Regions from separate parts of the Mus musculus genome. Here regions 1 and 2 are each linked to region 3. The links are chromatin contacts, called in public Micro-C and promoter capture Hi-C maps. All regions are on one chromosome and are shown on one strand. Each heading gives the region's core, a stretch centred on a gene start, on an enhancer-like site or on the middle of the called end of the contact. The rest is flanking DNA. Distances are from core to core; before and after follow the strand shown. Region 1 holds the start of Nhlrc4 (NHL repeat containing 4). Region 2 holds the start of 1700022N22Rik (RIKEN cDNA 1700022N22 gene). Region 3 holds the start of Mapk8ip3 (mitogen-activated protein kinase 8 interacting protein 3).

Region 1 (4,103 bases), core at 522-3,021, 1.0 Mb before region 3:
TAGTGGCTGGGGTAATCGGCTTGGAGCTGGCAGCTCCCAGACCCCTAAAGATACCCCGAGCTTACAGATCCTCCCAAGTGCTGACTTCTGTTCACAGCCACCATAGAGTATGGGTTCCTCTCCCTGACCTGGGCCCCGTTGTCTGGGCCTGTCCAGTGTCAGTATGCATGTGTTCTGAACAGATAACCGCCGCCCACCCAGACTCCCCCACCAGCCCGTGGTAGAGACTTACCTATGTGTTCACATGGACATAGCAAGGTCATGATTTATTTATTGAACAGAGTTGTGGACATTAAAATAGAAACCACCTTCAAACACCCCTACTTGGATCTCTTTCCTTTTCTGTCCCTGTATAAGCACCTGGCACACTCCAGGAAATGTCCCTGGCCTGAGTGTCCCAGGGAGCAAATGTCCTGGACACCATGCTGGGGTTCACCTTTGACCTCAGAAATCCTTATTGTTCTTCCAAAGAGCCTGGGGTCAAGGAGTGGCCTGGGTACACTCAATTAGGGGATGCAGGGAAGAGTGGCAGAGAGGCCGACATAGCAGGATGACCTGGCCTGTTTCAGCTCACTGGGGATGGGCAAGGACCCTGCACGCGTCCTTGGGCCTGAATCCATCCAAGCAGTGTAATGCCAGCTTTGCCTGTGGTAGCCAAAGCCTCCTGCCTTCTATGGCTCCAGGCTGCTCACCCCGTGTGGCCTTCCTGGGCCCCCCGCCAGCCCCTGCAGCCACGATAGGCATCGGTGGCCTTCACAGCTCACTGCTTCCTTCCCAGTACAGCCCTGCTTGGCCTTCCACGGGCCAGGGTGGGAGACAGCCAGGGAGGGCTGCTGGGGCCCCCCAGCCATAGCAAATAACTTTTCTCCCTGGGGAGCTGGGCTGTAGCCCACCCAGGAATGCCCTGAAGTACAAGCTGCCCTCAGAGGAGGTACTGTTCTCACTGGGGCTGGACTGGCCAGGCTAGGGCCAGTCCGAACAGGACCTTCAGCTGCCCCATTAACCATATACCTGTGATAGCATCAGGAAGCCACCCCACTGTGAGGCATTACAGGTGGTGTTGGGGCTAGAGTTCTGGCTGGCCAGCCCAGGGTGCTGTGGGGCTTTAGGCCAAGGCTGACAAAAGCTAGCTGGGCACCATTGACCTGGAGGCTTCCTGGGGCACCGCTGAGGGCAGAGCCAGGGGTCCAAGGTACCTCAGGTCTTAAGTCTGAGGCACCGTCCTCTCAGCGCCCCCTGTACCTGCCACCCTGCTTTCTGATCCTGGGAAGCAGCAGCAGCACTAGACTCACAGGAAGAGGCAGGACCAGCTTGACTTCAGCTTCTTGGTGGAGCTGACAAGAGGGCGACCACGATGTGGTCCTGGGTTGGACAGTGTTGGCGCACGCCTTTAATCCCAGCACTTGGGAAGCAGAGGCAGGTGGATTTCTGAGTTTGAGGCCAGCCTGTCTACAGAATGAGTTCCAGGACAGCCAGGGCCACACAGAGAAACCCTGCCTCGAAAAACAAAACAAAACAAACAAACAAACAAAAATGATGTGGTCCTGACACAAATGTCCTACTTGGAGGGGTGGCCTATAGTTGTAGAGGACTGAGGTGCCTCCTGTCTTGCCCGATGGAGCTATGTCAAAGCAGTAGACCCAAGCCAGAGGGTGCAGGCCTGGAGACTGGGGACTCAGCCCAAACAGCTCAATTTGTCCCTGCAGGAAACTTGTCTGATGACTCCTCCCCTAGCCGTCCTCCCCATTCCCGCCCCTCCCCAAACACCCAGGCTGTCTCCAACAACAGAGGCCTGACCTAAAGCCCTGAGGCCAGTTAGCCCCAGGTAAGAAGTATCATATCCTGATCTCTGTGGAAGGGATGAGGAGCTGGTGGAGAGCCCTGGGAGGTTGGGGTTTAGATGTCTCCCTGGCTGAAGCAGAGGGGCTGTGTGTGTGTGTGTGTGTGTGTGTGTGTGTGTGTGTGTGGTGGTGGTGGTGGTGGTGGTGGTGGTGGTGGTGGTAGTGGTAGTGGTGATGGTAGTGGGGGACTAACAGGAGCTTAGGCCATTCAGTGAAGGAGTCATCCCAGGGCTGGGGAATGCAGCTTATCTGCCTCCTCCTTCCCTAGGCAGGACACAGCTCTGCATGCGATTTGAGCCTTAGAGGTAAACCTCCGCCCCTCTTGAGTGTGTGGTGTCTCTCAGACCCCTGCTGCAGACACCCAGACACCTGTGTGGTTGCTGCTCTTGGGAACCAGGTGAGCACTCAGATACAATGCAGCAGCCTTCCCCTTCCCCCTCCCCCTCCCCCACCCCCACTCCCCAGCTCTTCATCTACAACGGGAGGGTGCTAGTGCCCATGAGCCACCATCTGCATGCATGGATGTTCCAACTCTTTTGCAGCTGCAAAGAAGCCAAGGCCGCGACTGCTTGCTGCCCCTGGCCTCCCATCTATCCTGACACCTTGACCTCCTGGGCTGCCCCTACCCCAGCCACCTACCCCTGACATCTTGATCTCAGGCTGGACCAACTTAGAGATGCCAATTGCTCTCGGCAGCCTCGCCTGCTGGGACAAATCCTGGTGCCAGCAGGGGCTGCAGGGAGCCCCCGAGGCCTGCACTGCTCCCCAGATGGTCTGCTCTTCTTGACGGCTGGTGTTGCATCCTGTGTCCATGTGCTGGATCTTGAGGGACGCTCCATTTGTCAACTACCCTGCTGCATTCCTAGAACTGGAGCCTTTGTCCCAGAGGATGTGGCGGTGACAGCTGCAGGGCTTGTGGTGGTCAGTGACCTCATTCACGGGGCTGTGTATGCTCTCCAGTACACTTCCCGGGAACCCCAGGGCCGCTGGGTGACTGTAGGCACATTCCTGTCCCCCCGAGGGCTGGCTGTGGATGCTCTTGGACACTTCCTGGTGACAGACTACTTGCCTGGAACTGTTCACAGCTTCATGTTAGGACCAACCTGGGAGCCCCTTGCTCCAACCTCCATGCTAGGTCTGGAGGGCCCTTGTTGGGTAGGTCCAGGGCCTGATGGGGGCTTTGCTGTGAGTGAAGAGTTTGGGGATGTACAGCTGTTTGGCAGTGCCCACCAGCCTCTGGGCTCCCTAGGAACCCTGACTGGGCATAACTTTGGCCACCCAGCAGGTGTGTGCTCTGATGCAGAGGGTAGCATTATTGTGGCTGATGAGCAGAGGCACCAAGTGACTTTGTTTCCCCGGGTTGGGCCACCCATCTGTTTGCAGTTGGAGGGACTAAAGAGGCCCTTGGGTATGGCCTGTGCACCCCAGGGCCAACTAGTGGTGGCAGATGCAGGGGACAACTGCATCAAGTTGTACCAGTATCTGGGGGAGATGGCCTGAGGGGTAGGCTCTGGGGGAAATTGCCCCTTGCTAGGACTGGCCGGGCCTGAGTCCTTTGTACTATCATGGAAGGTTGGTAGGCTCCTTGGGGCCTGCTGAGCCGTCTTCCTGATACCTGGTCTTAGCTGGCTTTGTGATTTCCTCTTGGCAAGTGCCCCTGTCTACACAGAAACCATGAATCACCATTTCTTGATGAGGTTCTAAACTGGGCCATCTCCACTTCCCTATTAAGTATGCTCATAGGTTTTCATGCCCCTAAAACCCAAGGGCCACTCAGTCCCTGGCTCTGCTAGCTTGGGTCTCGGGAGGCCTGAGCTTTGAGGCAACACTTGAAGCTATAGATCCTGGGTGCTGAGGCTGTCTGCCAGCAGATAGCTAGGCAAGATCTCCTGCCAGGTGTCCAACCCCTACATCCTAATCAGAGGCAGGCAGGCAGGCAGGCAGGGAGGGTGTGGCTAGGCTGGGTTGGGCAGTTTAGGGGAAGGGTGTGGTCCCTTAGTGTTCCCCCCAGCTTCAAAAATATTCCCATTCTTGAGCCTCCAACAGCACTCTGGGCCCAACAGAGAGGTAAGGAGTAGGCAAATCAGAGGGGTAAGGCCAACATGTGTCCTGGTAGGGCACATAGCAAGGGCAGGTCCTCTACTGGACACTCCCTGTTTTGAAAGATACCTTCAGTTTTCCCTTCAATCCAGGTCCAAACCACTTTTGAGCACTTAGGTGGGGTGCTGGGACGGTTCTGGGTAGCACAGGTTCTTTCATACC
Region 2 (3,917 bases), core at 191-2,690, 1.0 Mb before region 3:
GTCCCATCTGCTCAAGAGTCAGGGTGGTTGATCTATGGCTTCTGTCCCTGCAAAGCTCTCTCTGCCCTTCTTGACCTCTGCAGGGTGTCCTGTGGTCTGTGCACTCAACAGGGTGTCTGTCTTCTGGCCCATACTACACTAGCATAGATCAGGGCTCAGCCAACCTGGGATGATCCAGCTTTACCTGCTGTGTGATCATCTTACTTAGTGCAGTGATACATCATTGCACTAGTGATGACCCGTAGTGACCAGAGATACTGTCCTGGATCCAGCTTGGCCATTCTCCTGATCATGGGTATCACCTACTGATGAATGAGCAGTGACTTCACCACTGTCAGGGGGCTCAGGAAGACAGCCTCTGCTCCTCTCCTCTTGCCAAAATTTGGTGTCTTCCCCATTCAGGCATAGGTGTCCCCACAGCATCCTGAATTCAATGGCCAGTCTTTAGCTTTCTAGCTTCTGGAGCATGAATGATTTCCCAGAAACATTATCTGTAGTCTCTACTGAGCCAGACTCAGGTTTTCTGGGTCCGGGGGCAAATAGTACCCAATCTCTCACACAACATTCAGAGTGCCGGGTGTCCTTTTGCTATGTGCTATGTTTTTTTTTGTTTTTTGTTTTTGGTTTTTGGTTTTTGGTTGGTTTTTGGTTTGGTTTGTTTTGTTTTTTGAGACAGGGTTTCTCTGTATAGCCCTGGCTGTCCTGGAACTCACTTTGTAGACCAGACTGGCTTCGAACTCAGAAATCTGCCTGCCTCTGCCTCCCGAGTGCTGGGATTAAAGGCGTGGGCCACAACGCCCGGCTAGCAGCCTGATTCTTAGTTAGCTTTCAGTTGCAGAGGACAAGTGGCTGGAATTAAGTTAATTCGGGGGAGCCAAAGGGCTCTAATGGGAAATAGCTTGGGGGCTCTTGTGAACATAACTCAAAGGACTGCCTCAGATGCCAGTGTTTCTCTAGAAAAAGTGACGTGCCTATCTAGCACTCGAGTAAACACAGACCTCAGATGGAGTAACCTCGGAAGGAGCAGTGCCAGCACGGTTGCTGCTTCAGACCGTTGGGAAAGAAACCAGAAGTCGCTGGAAGAGGTAGAAAGCAGCCAAGGCAGCTAGGTTGGACTGTACCACCTACTGCCCCAACGCAGCAGACAACCGGTTCAGACCTTGTACAAAATCACGACCCAGACTCCCGACATCTCCCCTGGCGCAGTAACACTCGAACCCCGTGGACGCCTACCGGAGCCCAAAGCCCATCTTAAGGGGATCCTGGGAGCTGTAGTCCGTTCTCTTCCCGGATCCAGCGCGCCACATCAAACTAGCTTGGGAGTACCAACTGCATCCGTGAACTGAGCGTCTCCGGTCACGTTGGGAGGGCGAAATCTCAGGGAAAGAGTAGAGGGTAGGACCATTCATGGACTACAATTCCCGGCGTGCCTTGAGCCGCGTCGCTCTGCCCTGTGGGAGCCGTAGTCCCGGCTCCGGGTTCCCAGTGCCGCGTGCGCCCCTGACGCGCTGTAGCCTCGGGCCCCGGCTGGGCGCCACGCTACGGAAGCAGCGTAAGGCGTAGCGGGTAGGCCGGGCGGGACGGCGGGCGCTAGCTACGGAGGCGTTTGTAAGGTTGCCGGGCCGAGACGGATCTTCGCGGCCAAAACGCGCTAAGCCGGCGGAGCATCGCGGCTGGCGCGAAGGGGCCCTTGGTGCCCTCCGGTCGAAGTTGTGGGTCAACCGACTGAGGGCCGGCACTAGGGCCGCGCCCGCCTAGACCGATCGCGAGCGCTGAGGAGGCGCCGCCGGCTCGCTAAGGTGAGTTCCACGGTAGGCGGCCGGCCAGACGGCCTAGGACTCGTAGAGCTCGGCCTCAGGGCATCAGCCGGGATGCTCCATGTTTGTCCTGGGAGCAGTAGCCTGGCTTGTGGTGAGCGGGAAGGGGAGGGGGAAGCGCGCCGGAGGTGTGGGTCACTCGAGGCCAGCCTAGGAACCTCAGACGCAGGCGACCCTCGGTGCCTGCCTGTCCTTGAGTGCCCTCTTGTCCGGGGCTAAGCGTTGGCCCACTGTACGAAGGTATAGGTCGTGGGGGCACTGTCTGCAGAAACCTGCAGCTGCCTGGGGCGGCAGCAAGAGTAAAGCGTCCTGTGTGCCCCCTCATCCCACACTTCTGTTTTTGCGGGCCTGTCAGCAGGCCGAGAAAGTTACAGAGCAGCCCCTTGACAGCTGCGGGATTTTCTTTTTGTTTTCTGAAAAAGGGGCCCTTCCACGTCTGATTTGGGAACCCTGTTGTGTGGCCAGATGGTCCTTGCTAGGCTGGCTCTTAGGGTCCCTGAGTACAGATACTGAAACAGGACCGCGAAACACCTAGCCTCGAAAACAGGATAGATACCTCCTGAGTTTCAGGAGAACCTGAGAGCCTACCTGAGTGTTTGCTGCTGACCCTGCAGTTCAGCAATAAATCAGGAAGAACTGCTACTCAGTAAGAAACTGTGAGATTACCCCTCCAGTGGCAATTTCCCCTTTCCCAGTCTGGAGAACTGCAAGTCACAGATGTGGAGCTTGCCTCTTGAGTTTCTCCCTGCTTCCAGAGTCTAGCTGTCAGGGATGCGCTCAGGACCACAGTTCTGCAGTCTAGGGCAATTGTGTCTTGCTGAACAGTAGCTTGCCTCCATGGGGTAGTAGATTCTGTTTCCTTTGAGGTCCTTCTGCTCCACAGAGATGCACCCATTTCTTTTCTAACATCTAAGAATGTCTAGAGCTGTCTGACTGGTAGACAGGTCATTGACCTCCATGGAGGAAGACTTGAACCCTGCTGGATCCAAGGCTCAGAAACTGTACAACTTAACTGCAATGGAGTTATCAAAATCTCTGCTGGCCATAGTGTCTGAGAGTGGCCCTAACTCCATATCTATGTAGAAGCCTAGGTTAGTCCTCTGTGGGTAAAGGGTTCCATTGTGGCCCATCCTTGGATCCAGGCTTTGTCTACTCCCAAGCTTTCCTGGCCCCTGTTGTACATTGTCCAGGCCTTAAGGCAAAACTTGTAAGGCCCATTTTACAGATGTGGAAACTGAGGCTGTCCGTCATCCATTGACAGGAGAGGGATAGACAGAGTTCTAAGTCTCCAAACCACAAGCATTTTTTGGTCTCCTTCCACATTCTCACTGGTGGCTCTTGAGATGAGCCTTTTTGGTGACCTGAAAACCTTCAGTATACATGCTATTGATGAGCTGATAAGTTAAGAGCCTAAGAAAGTTAGAGTAGTCCTTTGTCCATCCCTGTGGTCTTTAGTATCAACACTGCCTTTCACTGCACTAGACAATTGCTGGGGCTGAAAAGGCCAAAATTAAACTTTTTAAAAATAATTTTTAAAATGATAAACGAAAAATGTTAAGCTCTTTGAAAAACACCAGATACGGAGAGACCCAGGATCACTGGTGACTTGTCTCTTTATTTTGTCATGATTTCTAAACTGTGTGGCCTGGGAGGCTGAATTTTGAGAAATACAGATATGGCCTTAAGACTCTGGCCTAAAGGACACTTCCTGTCCCCACCTCCACCCCTCCCTAGGCCTGGGGGCGGGGTGTGGATTGTTCTCCTACCTGGCTGTTTATCTCTTGACTACCCTGTCCTTCCAGTCCCCTCTGGTTCTATCACCTCACACAGTCTGAGCACCCTGAAGTGTTCTGTGCTCCTGCTTTCAGAAGCTCTAATTAGTCCCTAACTCCTCAGGCTGGATACACCTCTGCCATTTGGCCTTCACACATCCTCAGTTTGTCTCGGCTGTCTGGAGCCATTTGATTCCTAGACCTCCAATATCTTTCTAGCCTATCCCCAGGGCTCTGTTGGGGGCAGCCCAGCTCCTGGTGTCTCCCAGACTCAAGACGTGTGTGTTATTTCTTGGCAAGTCCTGGTAACCAACTCAGTTCACCCCCA
Region 3 (4,308 bases), core at 541-3,040:
CTACCAGAGGATCTAGATGCTATTTCCAGAGCCCACGTGACACTCAAAACCCCTAGTTAACTCCAGCTCCAGAGCGTCCAGCACCCTCCTCTGGTTTCTGTGGGCACAGGGCACATACAAGTGAAACACCATCTACAGTAAATACTAATAACTGGCTCGGGTAGCAGTCACTGCAAGTGCTACTGCAGTATGCCCCTTCTCGTCAGCCTGTTTTCCTAGTTGGTTGATAATATAATACGTAGGCTCAGTTTTGCAGGCTTGAAAAATTAAATCAGTATCAAAATTCAGGCAACCTGAAAATGTTGTGGGGTGTTCACCGTGGAAGAATGCTCTGACATAGTTTTAAGCCAATAGGAAAGTCTTTATTAGCTGGCTGGTGAGTACACTGGGTGTTTAGGATCTCAAACAAGAAAGGCCTTGAGCCTTTCTCAGGATGAGCTTTTAAGGGCAAAGCCATGTTCTGGGTTGGCATGCTTCAGTTAACAAGAACAGTTAGTCAGAGGCAGAACTACAGAAGCCAAAAAGCAAAGTTAGGAATTTAGAGACTTTCTCAGAACTATCCACACTGAGGGATTGGGTCTGTTTTCATTCTTTTGGCAGGTGGTGCTATCTACATGCCGAGTTTTACAGCCTGAATTGGACTTCCATCATGGAGTGAGTTGTGCTAAGGTCTGAGGCATGTTACAAAACAATCTCTTAGAGTAGGTATTTATCTATGTGTTTGGAAAGATGAGGGAAGTATAGCCCCAGGTAATGGTGTATACTGAATGGCAGAAGCCAGGCATACCAAGTTCCAGGTCAGCCAGTGCTACACAGTAAGACTTTGCATATGAAATTGTGAGGAATGTTTTAAGTGCTCTGGACTTCAGCTACAAGAAGGACTGTGTTGGTTAAGAGTAAGATCTGGTGGCTTGCAGTTGAGAGTACTTGCTCTTAGAGGGGAGGACCTCTGTTCAGTTCTGGCCATCCATATGGCTGCTCACAACTGACCTTCTTAACTCCAATTCAGATGCCCTCTTCTGGCCTTCACAGACACCAGGAATGTGTGTGATGCACAAGTCTACATACAACCAAACACATACACATAAAATAACAAGTAACTTTTTTTTTTAAGAGGATGTGAATCTGAGCTGCCTTGGAAGGCTTTGGGGACCGGGAAAACCACGTAAGCAAGAAAGTAGTTCAAGGGCAGGAAAGATGGCTCAGTGGTTAAGAGCACTGGTTGTTCCAGAAGACCTAGGTTCAATTCCCAGCAACCACATGTTGGGTCACAACCATCTACAATGGGTTCTGATGCCCTCTTCTGGTGTGTCTGAAGAGAGCAACGGTGAATACATTAAATAAATTTAAAAAAAAAAAAAAAGAAAGAGGAAAAAAAAGCAAGTAGTTCAAAGTCAGGTTCATGGTGTCCCCAGCAAATGAACACATATAGATCGACTCGCTTTATATTTCTGTCTCAAAAGTACCGCCACACATAAGGATTTTAGAACCTGGTGTCCTGTGCAAAATGAAGCACTGCATGGAACTAAGCAACCAGCAGAGCGGGAAACAACCAGAAACAGGGCAAGCGACACATGTCGCGTGAACGTTGAGGGTGGCCAGAGTATGTATGACAAAGGTCTGAAGACAAACAGGACAGAGATAGAGAAGCATCCAGGTCACTCCAATCAGACTGAGCTACGTCCTCAAGAGCCACCAGCAACGCAGCCGGAAACGTTCCTTTAGCGTCAAGGCGCTCGGGGCGGAACTGGATGGGGCTCCACCCCCGCAGCCAGGCGGGACTTCCGGCAAGGGAGTGACGGGCGCGGCCTGGGCGGCGGCACGTCCTAAGGTAGCGGCTGCCTGAGGTGACAGCGGCCCGTGGATTCGGGCCCCGGAACGAGCCGCGCTGGCGGCGGCGGCGGTAGCCGCGATGATGGAGATCCAGATGGACGAGGGAGGAGGAGTGGTGGTGTACCAAGACGACTACTGCTCGGGCTCGGTCATGTCGGAGCGTGTGTCGGGCCTGGCGGGCTCCATCTACCGCGAGTTCGAGCGCCTCATTCACTGCTATGACGAGGAGGTGGTCAAGGAGCTCATGCCGCTGGTGGTGAACGTGCTGGAGAACCTTGACTCGGTGCTGAGCGAGAACCAGGAGCACGAGGTGGAGCTGGAGCTCCTACGCGAGGACAACGAGCAGCTGCTCACGCAATACGAGCGCGAGAAGGCGCTGCGCAAACAGGCCGAGGAGGTGCGTGGGCCCCGGCCGCCGCGGAGAGGGACGGTGAGGGACGGTGTGGGTAGCGTGGAGCAGCCAGCTCGGCTCAGCCGGCAGTATGCTGCTGATGCTGATGCTGATGCCGATGCTGCTGGGAGTGCCACTTTCTCCATCCAATTGGGACCTAGAGCACAGCCTGTGCAGAGTCCGGGAGACATGGGCCCCCATTCCTGCTGTCCTCTGACCTTGGCTGCCGCCTGCTGGCTCTGGGTTTTATTCCTTCCCGTCTTTGGAGCAAGTTGCCCTAGAATCACAAAGCCCAGAATTCTACAATTCTAGAAATAAATGCTCTTCGGTTTATGATGGGAAGTGCCTTCTTATATGAGGTTAAATTCCATTTAAGTGAAGTTGACTTGACACAGTCTTAGAGACTACTATTGAAATTAAGAGTCGATCTTGATATTTTGGCTTCTTATTAAGTTAGTGGCCCTGCATCACAGCTAGGATAAAAGCTTTGCTTATCTTGAATCATTCATACTTTCCATGGTTTGCCTTTTGATTGTCAAGATTTTGCTGTGAATGCATGGGCACCACATAACTGGCTTAATCAAGTTCTCTACATATGGGGGGATTCAAAAGCCTCAAAGGATGTGAGGAGGGCTTGGGTGACCTCAGAAACAGGGAACTGGCTCCAGAAACTGTCTGGGCTAGATCAAGGTCACACACTGACCACAGACAAAAGGACAGGCCAAGTAACAGGGTAGACCTTGGCAACAGCTTAAGCCTTACCTTCTGGGTTCATATTGCTGCCTAGTGGGGCAGTACCCTAGAAGTCTGCAGTGTTTGGTCCTTCTAGACCTGCCCTGGAGTTGTCTTGTGCCTGATACCACTCTCCATAGCCCTGACTCTCTGGGGACTTTTGATACATTGGCAAAGGACTTGGGTATTATTTCTTCCCCTTGCCTCCATACTTACATAGTCAAGATCACTAATGTGGAGAAAAAGAAGAAAATGAAGGTGTACTGTGGTAAGGCAAAGTTACATCCTTGTAAAATGGTTTCTGCTTGAGTGTTGACACTGTCCCCCGGGGAGGATGCCTCTGCCTTCCAGCTTAATAACAAGCTGGACGGAGCAGTGAGTGTACGTGGGGCTTAGGTTGTGCAGAAGACCCAGCTCTTGAAAGGAAGCTGAGCAATGCAATGAGTAAATAGATGCCAAACTGGCCCGGTGGAAGCCGGGGTTAAATGCCCATTTATGCCCTTGGAGGGACCTCCAGTGAGGGTAAAGCTGAAGGGGGACTAAACACTGTAAACAGCATCCTAGCTCCTGTGGAAAGACCTGCATGCTTATCTTCAGTTCTGTAAAAAGACTACAGTTTCCTTTTCTAAACAGGGATGGGTGATGAGATGGTGTAATAGCCCGGAGCGATGCATCACTGCATGCAGAGTTGTGCTGCAGAATTGCTGTCCCGGGCACTTTGCTTGTTTAAGCTTAGTCAGATATGGGTAATCTGAGCTGTCAGCAGCTTTCTGGGAAGACAGAATCCTAGGTTTTTAAAATTTTTAAACAGAGACAACATCGCAGCCCTTTCCTTCTTTCCTGATACCAGTATGTTTTGATACCAGGTGGTTCCCTCTCTGGGACTCAGAACCTGAGAGGAGGGGCTCAGCTGTAGTGTTGACAGAAGAAACCAGCCTGGCTATCCTGCCCCCGGGGACCACACACCTTACCCAGCCTCTCCCTCTTTCTCTCAGACCTTCAGTTGTAGCTGTTTTATAAAATGAGTGAGTTACCAAAAGTAGTGAATCAGGTTCACTACAAGTATCACTGTTGACCACTGGTTACCTAGAAAGAGAACTGTGGCAAGGTGGATTTAGAAGCGAGGGCAGTGCCCCTAATGTTTCAACTCAGACTTGGGCCTCATAATCTGTCGAGTTGTTACTGATTGGTACTGTTCTAATGTAAAGTGGTTTGTATCCCTTGGTCATTTTCCTCTGGAAGAGAAAAGGACTAGAAAGGCAGCTAACTGTACTAGCCTTTTTCCTTGCAGTAGACAAGCACTTAGATCAAGGAAAAAAGATGTTTTTTGAAAGACAGAGTATTGTCGTTAT

Evidence for each region. Promoter capture Hi-C pulls out the DNA fragments that hold promoters and counts their contacts. A called contact is a pair of places that touch in the nucleus more often than the background predicts.
Region 1: a Micro-C map of embryonic stem cells shows a contact between it and region 3, with 3 times the contacts expected there. The contact joins the promoter of Nhlrc4 here to the promoter of Mapk8ip3 in region 3. A contact is called at or near these places in 4 of 39 promoter capture datasets (the C10 cell line, liver and pre-B cells) and 1 of 484 Hi-C or Micro-C datasets (embryonic stem cells).
Region 2: a contact with region 3 is called in a promoter capture Hi-C map of liver, with 2.5 times the contacts expected there. The contact joins the promoter of 1700022N22Rik here to the promoter of Mapk8ip3 in region 3. A contact is called at or near these places in 2 of 39 promoter capture datasets (both in liver).

The regions. Positions count from the first base shown.
Region 1 is chr17:25,942,599-25,946,701 of GRCm38.p6, reverse strand. Nhlrc4 (NHL repeat containing 4) reads left to right here and starts at 1,771. Exons shown (of 2, transcript NM_001039038.2): 1 at 1,771-1,825; 2 at 2,384-4,103. The coding sequence starts at 2,931. The coding sequence ends at 3,341. It overlaps A930017K11Rik (RIKEN cDNA A930017K11 gene), which reads left to right. Exons shown (of 3, transcript NM_001358019.1): 3 at 1-315. The coding sequence ends at 106. It also overlaps a transcript of Pigq not described here.
Region 2 is chr17:25,983,353-25,987,269 of GRCm38.p6, reverse strand. 1700022N22Rik (RIKEN cDNA 1700022N22 gene) reads right to left here and starts at 1,440. Exons shown (of 2, transcript NR_166913.2): 1 at 1,234-1,440. Capn15 (calpain 15) reads left to right here and starts at 1,396. Exons shown (of 12, transcript NM_001347334.1): 1 at 1,396-1,799.
Region 3 is chr17:24,934,459-24,938,766 of GRCm38.p6, reverse strand. Mapk8ip3 (mitogen-activated protein kinase 8 interacting protein 3) reads left to right here and starts at 1,790. Exons shown (of 33, transcript NM_001163449.1): 1 at 1,790-2,230. The coding sequence starts at 1,913.